Linked DNA regions of Mus musculus: region 2 is linked to region 1. Evidence: chromatin contacts called from public HiChIP or PLAC-seq data. All regions are on one chromosome and are shown on one strand. The core of a region is the stretch at or near the end of the contact, and the rest is flanking DNA. Distances in the headings are between cores, read along the strand shown. Region 1 holds the start of Ust (uronyl-2-sulfotransferase). Region 2 has its middle 41 kb from the start of Ust.

Region 1 (4,554 bases), core at 924-3,423:
AATCAGATTCTATGGAAGAACAGCCCTGAGCTTCATCACTTCCCAATACTAGTGGGCACTAGATCCTGATAGTGACGGTGACGTTACCAGGAGCAAGAGCAGGTGTCTGAAAGCACGGAAGATAAGACTCAAGACCCAGAAGGCAGAATGGCAGAGAATGAAGAGGTTACACTCACCAATAAAAAGGGCTTATTAACCCAAAACCATAAAGCCACATGCTAAGAATTGTGCTTCGGAAATTTGACCGAGGCAATATTTTTCTTTAATCTTCCGTATCAGTTCTTGTGAAGTCACAGTATCCCCAATGTTTTTACTGAAATGAGATTTTAACTCTTAAAAATCCGAGCTTCTGTCCCTGGAAGCAATGCAATTTTATCAGTTTACACTACTCCCAAACACCCTTTGTTGGTGTGGTTTTGTGGTTTTCTTGTTTTTCCTTCCAAACAGGCCTGCTGTTACTAGACCTGAGACTTCTGTGAGACCTCTTTCTTTTTCAGCCACGAACCAAAAGGGAAGGGACCTTTGAGGTAACTGTATGAGTCTTGGGCAGCCCATTCTGGTCCCAGCACTTTGATGGAGTCTCCACCTGAACTGACTCTGGACCTGCAGATGACCACGGTAGGTTCTTCCACTCAAACCACCTCAGAGACAACCCCCGCACGACCTCTCCTGGCCACAGAAGTCAAGGAATTTACACCCTCCCTCAGCCAAGGCACAGGAGCCAGCATCATCCCTGGGACCTGAGCGAGTGCTGGCCAAGCCTTGGCACTCAGAATCATGGATGAGAGAGCAGCGAGGTCATACCTCACTGAAATCTGTTTTCTTGGGTTCCAACCTCTTCCTTTTTCAGCCACGAACCAAAAAGAAAAAAAAAAAAGTTGACTTAAGACACATACGGGGCGGAATTTCGAAGGCGGCACAGTTGACTGGCACCTAGAAACAGCCCCAATTTCTCCCGCACTCTCGCTGCAGTCCGCGGGGTGCGCAGGTGCTGCCAAGGAACAAACCAACCTAGGGAAAGACTGGAATCACCTGGGCCAACTCACAAACGGGGGACCCAGTGGATAGAATATCTAAAAGTGACTGGAAAGCGGGGTTAAACCAGCCCACACAACTCAGAAGGGAAAAGCCAGACGGGACAGGATTGTAAGTTGTTAACCACATCCTAGAGAGGACTGTGCACGCACCGCCAGGCCAGCATACACACAAATATTCACAAACATGCACATGTCTATTCTGCCCCAGTTGGAGTGGCGATTCGGGGACAGGTACGTGGTGTCCGGGCTTGGGACACCTGCCCGGAGTCCCCCGTCGCTGCGGGCAGCCCAGAGTACTGTAGGAAGCAGGCGCTCCCAGCTGCCTCACTGAGGGATGCTCAGTGGCATCCCACCTGGGGAGCCTCGGGGACCGTGGTGGCCGTGACAGCTTTAGATGTTCCCCGCTTATCACCCTTTCCCCGAGTGCCCAACTTTGCGGGGCTGGCGCAGCCCTTCCCTACCCAAATACTGCCGCAGGTCGAGCAGGAAGCGAGGGGGTCCCCCGCTGAGCTGGTAGAAGAGGGAGCCCAGGCAGAAGACCAGCAGGGTAGCCATGCAGAAACCGTAGTCCCGGAGGGAGAAGCGCAGGAAAGGCAGCAGCGGGATCCGGCGCTTGCAGCTGCCCAGGCACGGAGGGGCGCCCCCCACAGGGGCCCCATGGGGCCAGGGATCCGTGCCGCCGCCGGGATGCTGCTGCTGCTTCTTCTTCATCGCCGGCTCCGCCGCCTCGAACAGCCCGCCCCGGCCAGGAAGAGGTCACCCATCCGCCGCCAGCCGGAGCGCCTAGCCGGCTGTCTGCACATGGAGAGGGACGCGCTGAGGGCAGCCGGGTGGGGGCGGGGAGGGGCCGAAGTTGCCGGGCTCAGGGTACTCTGCTCGTCTTGGTCCCCACCGCTCGCTGCGGCCCCAAAGGGCCCAAAATGTCCCGGGCCCCGCCGTGGGGGTGGCGATCGCAACCCACGCCTGGTCGCGCGTCCTGCTAGCAGCCCCGCGTCCCGTAGCAGCCCTGCGCCCCAAGTCCCGCCGCGCCCCGGGCTCGCTCCCGGCTCGCCTCCAGCGCCAGCGTGGACCCCCCGGGCTTTGTGTGGGTCGCGGGCGGTGTGTTTGGTCCCAGTTCAGGCTCGGCTAGCTCAAGGCAGGGAGGATCGGGAGGCGGACACCACCCTCTCGCTCCACCTCCTTGACAGGGGCTTCCCTCCCTCCTCGCCTCTCCTCCCCTCCCCTTTCTCTCTGGCGCGAGACGGCCCGCTCTCCTCCCTCCCCGGCCCTCCCTTCCCTCTCCAACCCTGGGCTCGACGCTGGACTCGGTGTCACATTACGGCTTCTGCTGGGGCGGGCAGGGAGGGAGGAGGGGGCCGAGGATCAGCAACAAGGAAGAAAGTTTTTGGGTGCGTGGATTTTTTTTTTTTCCTCCTCCATTCTCTACAATCTGGTCTCGGTTCCTGCGCTACCAGCGACCTCTTGGGGCCCGCTGACTTCCCTCTCGTAAACAGTCGCCTTGGAGGATTTGACTACGTTTGTCTTTTCATTTGGGGAACTTGATTCTCTTTCTATATCCCAAGCGACCCACCTACCAAAAGCCGATATAAAATGTGCTGGGATATGGGTTCAAGACCTAGCCGGGACGGTAAAAGGCAAGAGGTGGGTGGTTTCGGCAGAGCCAGGCATAGCTCACGCCCTTGGCTCAGAATCAGAGGGCGCTTTTTTCTTGCCCTCCCTCGTCTTACAAGCACTCCACTGAAAACAAGGGTACTCCACTGACTGGAGGAAGACCTTACAGCAGATATAAAAGGAGAAGGCTCTGTGCCTTCACAGACCTGTTTCACCATCTCTCTTCCCACCGCTGGGAAGTTTCTAGAACTGAAAGAGCCCACGGAGCTTCCCAGAGACCTATCCGAGAACAGGGCTGCTCTATCAAACACACTTAATCGTTTTTGTTTTTACAAATCACCAGATACACAAGTGATATGGCCTAAGAGTTACATTGTGATTCCAGTGTCCTAGATTGTTTTTCTGTTGCTGTGATAAACATCATGACCCAAAATAACATGGAGGAAAAAAAGAATTTGTTTGGCTTACCAGTTACAGTCCATTGTGGAGGGAAGGTGAGGCAGGAGGAACCTAGAGACAGGAACTGGAGCAGAAACTGGAGAAATGTGCTTACGCGGGTTCTAGGTTCACCTTCCGCCGTCTTTCTTGTACTGTCCAGGGCCACCTGCTTAGGAACGGCTCTCTGCCTGCTGTGGCCTGGCCCCCCTACATCAATTAGCAATCAAGAAAATGCTCCCCAGACAGGAGCAAAAAAACAATCTGTTGGAGACAGTTCTCCAATAATGTTTTTCTTTTCCAAGCTGAGTTAAGTTGGAAACAGAAGTGACATTTAGTGACATAAGCAGGTAGGTAGGACTGTGAACAAGACAGATATATTAACCACTGCAGCATGACACTGGGCAGATTTCTTCATGGTTTCCCTGGGATTAGAAAACAGCATTTAGCTCAGGCCACACAATTCCGATGCCTCTCAACTCTGATCCCCAAATCATTCTAAATAGTCCAGTAATCAGGAGATGTGGGGCAGTTAAGAGCCTCATAGCTCCACGACTGTTCTCCTGAAAACTTTTAAAACATTATCCATCCAGAGATTATTCCACAGAAAATTGAGAAATGGGATCCTGGGAGCAAGAATTCACAATTAGAGGACAGAATGCATGATGGTTAGTTTTAAAAGTCACATGTCACAACCTAGAATCACGGGATAGAATGTCAATTAAAGACTTGCCTACACTGGATCAGCCTATGGGAATACCTGTGGAGGACTGCCCCGTTGTTATTTAATGTGGGAGGGCCCAGCCCACTGTGAAGCACACGACTCCCTAGGCAGATGGTTCTGGACCGTCTAAAAGAGCATGAGCCAGCAAACAAAATTCTCCATAGGTCCAGTCACACTTCTTTGGCTAGGAAGTGAGGTCAGTGGTCAGGGTTAGTACCATATGGAATAGCAAATAGCCCTGTCTTCAAGTTCCTCTCTTGAGCTCCTTCAATGAGGAAATGTGATTTTGAATTATAAGCCGACTAACCCCTCCCTCCCTAAAGTTGCCTGTGGTCAAGTTATTTCTCACAGCAACAGGAGCTCAAACTGAGCAAACGTGGCTTACCCACCACCTGAATATGAACTTCCTCGTCCACAAGTTCGACCATAGGTGAAGACGACACAAGCCGAGAGTTATGAGGTGGGCAGCACCACACACAGCTACACTCTCAGAGTCACTCCTGCACGGGCACAAACTGCCCTGCCCTGCATTCTCCTGGCCACTGTCTAAGGTCTAGGAGTGCTGTTTGGGACACCAAGTAGAACAGAAGCCCTTTGTTTGTCACAAGAACCCCTAACTGGAGTGCTAATGGCCTGTGTCACATTCACCCCAGCAATGGGGGATTTGTCCGGATTCATGTGTACACTTTAGAGATGTGACTGTCCCTTAGAGAATTAAGCCCATCAGTCATTGCTCATTAGTGTGAA
Region 2 (4,554 bases), core at 1,256-3,755, 41 kb after region 1:
TATAAGCCATACCTAGAGGCAAAATTTTCCAGTGATTACAAGCTCACTAGAAGCAAGCTCTTTACAATTTTCCAGATGCAAAGGAAAAAACAAACTCTTAAATCTATAATAACTTTACATGAAGTAGGAAAGTCAAATCGCAATGTCCTGATAAATTCTACAGCCTGATTGACCTTTTATAAACTTTGAATTTAAACTTTATTTAGAACAAAATCTGGTAGATCTGCAAAGATGCTCTTTTAGCTAAAAGGAATTTTCCCTGAAGGCAAGGAGGGGCAAGTTTCGAGAGCTTCCTCAGGCACTGTTTGCAAGAAAAAAGAAAGTCACACAAACCCCGCCCTGCCCCCCCCCCCAGGCTGCTCTGAGATTAGTTCCTCTTGCCATGAGGACAGATTTCAGAATTTTTAAGTTTCTTTTGCAATATTAGACTATAACTAAAACCTTGGAAAAGCAAAACCCAATTCCAAAACAATTTATTACCTTAGAATAAACATCAAAACTTCACTACCATGTTGTGAAATTTGGCTGCCAATTTATACGTATGACTGCATGACAGTGTAAGTTTCAATGCTTCATTAAAGAGGCATTGCTTTAAATCTTATCTTTAATTCTACTTTCTAGGATAAGAATCACATTAAATATTATCTCAACTAGAAGTATCTTTAGAGGCCCAGCCTCTTGGCCTGCCTTATGCCACGTGTTGGAAAGACTCCAAACCTGGGTTACCAATTTAAAGCTAACTTTCTAGTAACCAGTGTTACACCTTTTTGATCATACCCAATAACTTATAAGCAAATACTCTTGTGATGAAGACATGCAGAGCATATTATGAAAGAACCTAGGTGGGGAAACCCCCACTCAGCTCCCGATTCGGCGTGCACCCAAGAATCATGAATAGAACACAACACCTTGATGTAACAACACGAGGTATTTTAATGGCGGAGCTCTGGGTCGAAACATATCTCACACAGGAGACAGTGGATTTGACCACGAGGCTTGGAAGCTAGGGGTTTTTATAGAAAAGGAGTGGGGCTGGGGGAGGAATTGGCACGGTTTCACATGATTGGTCCATTTAAACATCAGCAGCCTGTAACATTTAACTTAGGTCAGAGGGGTGGGAGCTAGGGAGGCGATGGGCCTGCCCGGGCATGTCCTGGTCTGTTCTGCTATGTTCTCAGCCCCAGGTTTCAAAGCTCACAAACAACTCTTTGGGCTATTTGACATACATTACATGAATCACAGTTTTATTTCCTTTCAATTACACCTCTAAGACCAGTAAAAAACCAAATGAAGCGGCTACACGAGTCTAATCAAAGAATTTCAATTTTTCTAGCTATAATTATAAGATAAAAAAGCACTTTGTCATTTGCCAAACACAATCACGATTGCAGATAATCCTCCAAGAAAAAAAAAACCCGTCTATCAGCTTTTTTTTTTTCTCCAAAACTAAGAGGCTGCAGACTCCCTTTCTTCGGGAGCAGCTTTTCCAGCAGTGGCTCCCCTGCTATGCCTGATCCTGACTAGTGTGTGGCCACTCTCCTCCTCAATCAGCAGATAAAGTTTTAGCCATCTTTATTTTCCAACATGAAACACAGAACATTCAGTCATTCAGACAACTAGACATGAACACACATGAATTGACACATAAACGGACCAGTGCACAAGACATTAGACTAGACATTAGACAACAAAAAGAGGGCAGAGAACTTCTGCTGTAAGGGCCAGAGAGAAAAGGGCAGAGCATCCCCCGAATTTTTCTCTGCCTCTGGGAGAGTTTCAAAATCCATTTTATTTTATTATTACAAATCCTGTTTCTGCAGCCTGATGCAGCTCCTGACTGCAGACATCCGCCTGATTATTTAATTTAAACCCTTTTCCCTCTCGCCTAAAGCAGTTTTAGAAAACTGCGGACAATCGCCTGATCAGTTCCTAGTTCCAATAATTCGCTGCTGACCTAAGTGAATCCAATGCTGGGTTAGCGCTGATTCACACTTAGCCCATATCTTTCTGCACCTCCTGCAACACTTTACCTGTTGCTTCACCATGCCCGGTATGATCCTTTTTTTTCCCTTCCTCTGGAGCTCCATACCAAGCAGTGTTCCTTCAGCGTTTTTCTGCCATTCCTCAAGTCCCATGTACGGATGTCAACTGTTGGAAGCCCACCTGTGGCTCACAAGAAATGGGGTCCACCTGGGAGGAAAGCCAGGACTGAAAAGAGAGGGGAAACTAGGCGGTCGAGAGAAAAATAGAGCTAAGTCAAGTTTCCTGATCAAAGCTCAAATGTTTAATGGCAAATGCTCTTATAAAGGGGAGTGGGGGGAGGCATTCCCGCCATTTCATCCTTGGAGCCTGGAACCAGCTGCAGATGATGAAGTGCAGGATAGGGTATAGTCTCCGGAATAGCTAAGCAGCCTCCCAGCAGGTAGCAGTATCTTGAAGGGACAGTGGCTGAACAATAGAGTGATCTAGGGAGGAAGGCTCCACCCTAGGTAATCTCCTTAGTGGCAGCAAGGTCAAGGTCTGGCTCAGCCTGCTTCAGGCTCAGGGAAGCTTACTGACTCTCCTAGACTCCCCGGTGTGAGATCGAGGGATCTGCTTCTCCCTCGACAGCACTGGGGATACAAGGGTCCACTACTATGCCCAGTTTTTAGTGTGGATGCTGGGAACTGATTCAGGCCTTCAAACTTGCACAGTCATTATCCAACTATCTCCCTGACACCCACACTTTTAAAAGAACAATATCCGGGAGTTATTCTATTGTAAAGATCTTCTGAGATGAACAAACTCGCAAAGGGAGTGTTGCCCAATGTTCGTCAATTGTACCCACTCTTGTGGCTATAGAGAGGGGCCTCTAAGAACGTTCTCTTCATAGAAACAGAATGTCCTCACATATTGATAGACAAGTACCAATTTAAATATGTGTGAAAATAGATAGGTAACTGCAAAACACAGTGTGTATGATGTAAGGAATATTGTTAAGTGTACAGAAAAAGAGAACTGGTAATCCTATGTTGTAGAACATATTTAATCTCAATCAGAGGCTTCTACCCTGCCTTTGATCATTCAGTTCCTGGGTAAAAGACACACAATCTTTATATTTATAATAAAACTTAATCAGCACTAGATCTGGGCAGATATCTACCCTCTATGCTATTAGAATCTATCTCCCCATCAATAACCATGAATTATAACTTGTCATGCTCTGTCTGGACTGCTCTAAACTTCAATTGGCCAGCCCTCATGGCCATGCTTTTATGGCTCACCTATCCCACGGCATCTTCTCTCTCTCCTCCTTCTTCCTCCTCTTGTGGTTCTCCTTAGACCTCAAGCCCAGCAACCTCAGTCTCTGCCTATCTCTGCTTGCCCAGCTATATGTTGTAGGTATCTTTATTCACCAATCAGGAATGGCGGGGGGGGGGGGGGTTGGGGGGGAGATAAGATCACATAGTGTCACTTGGGTCTATGTGCAGATTATCTTGTCCTTAGCATTTAGCATTACAATACATAACAAAAGACCAAGCCTCGGCAATACAGAATAGCACGGATGTTGCATTGGGGAGCTGGTAGGCCAGCAGAGATCTGTTGCAACAAGCAAGGTGACCCCAAAATAAAACTGATAATGAATGCCCATGTTAACTGGTTGCCTGGGGAACCAGTTAAAGATTCAAGGCAAGGCTACATTACCCAGAGCCAGATGTAAAAGACAGCTGCTGCCCTTGCCTTCAGAGGCCACTGGGGTGCTACAATCAAGGTGCAAATCATGGCCAGAGAATCCCCAACTCAAGTACATTCCCTCTCTTTCTTCTGCTTATACCTTTGTATTGTCACAGGGAGGGGTACATCAGGGGATGGGGTGGGGGTAGGGTCTCCCTAAGAGGTTGAACAGTTCGATTTACTGGAGGGCTAATGTGAAATATTGAGAAGAACTAAGCCTTGAAGCAGATTAGATATTCTCTGCATAGTTCAGAGCCAGCCAGCATTTGGGGAGCTTACATAAGGGGCTGAATTAGTTATAGACCAAGTCAAGAACTCATAGTTTTTCTGAACATGAGTTATTGTTGAGTTAAATGATACGACCTTTCTCCCTCAAATATGTATTCCATGTGGAAGGCAGGAGAAAAAGAAGCCAAATTTTCCAGGAAAGCCAGAGCTGGAGAGCTCAGTGATTAGAAAGAATGAAGAGACTTCCTGGACAGCTCTGAGGGAAGGCTCTGAGGCCACAGCTGTGGGAGTGCTGACCCCAGGAAATGTTGGAGCTGATCTGCATCTGCCTGGATGACCCAGTCCAGGACTGTTGGCCCGTGCTAACAGCTTCTGTCTGTCCCAAATCTCTCGTCTTCATCCTTTATCCTGGTGTTTTGGTTCTGTCAATGTTTCAAGACTGACTTGTAGAAATTAGTGGTTGGTGCTGGGTGGTGGTAGCGCATGCCTTTAATGCCAGCATTTGGGAGGCAGAGACAGGCAGGTCAGCCTGGTCTACAAAGTGAGTTCCAGGACAGCCAGGGCTACACAGAGAAACCCTGTCTCTAAATAAATAAATAAATGAAGTTAGTG

What was found. HiChIP or PLAC-seq counts read pairs in DNA pulled down with a chosen protein or histone mark.
Region 2: an H3K4me3 HiChIP or PLAC-seq map of embryonic stem cells shows a contact between it and region 1, with 2.3 times the contacts expected there. The contact joins the enhancer-like site here to the promoter of Ust in region 1. A contact is called at or near these places in 1 of 15 datasets of contacts at CTCF or cohesin (embryonic stem cells), 3 of 484 Hi-C or Micro-C datasets (liver, myocytes and nephron progenitors) and 7 of 115 datasets of contacts at active chromatin or transcription factors (bone marrow-derived macrophages, embryonic basal ganglia and embryonic stem cells).

The regions. Positions count from the first base shown.
Region 1 is chr10:8,516,652-8,521,205 of GRCm38.p6, forward strand. It overlaps Ust (uronyl-2-sulfotransferase), which reads right to left and starts at 2,174. Exons shown (of 8, transcript NM_177387.3): 1 at 1,499-2,174. The coding sequence starts at 1,748.
Region 2 is chr10:8,557,331-8,561,884 of GRCm38.p6, forward strand. No RefSeq gene overlaps it. Among named protein-coding and RNA genes, the nearest start is that of Ust, 41 kb to the left of the region's middle. Within about 2 kb of position 2,506, at least 10 of the 459 cell types and tissues checked have an H3K27ac peak or open chromatin away from gene starts, as enhancers often do. A contact at or near this core is called in embryonic stem cells, where this site is marked.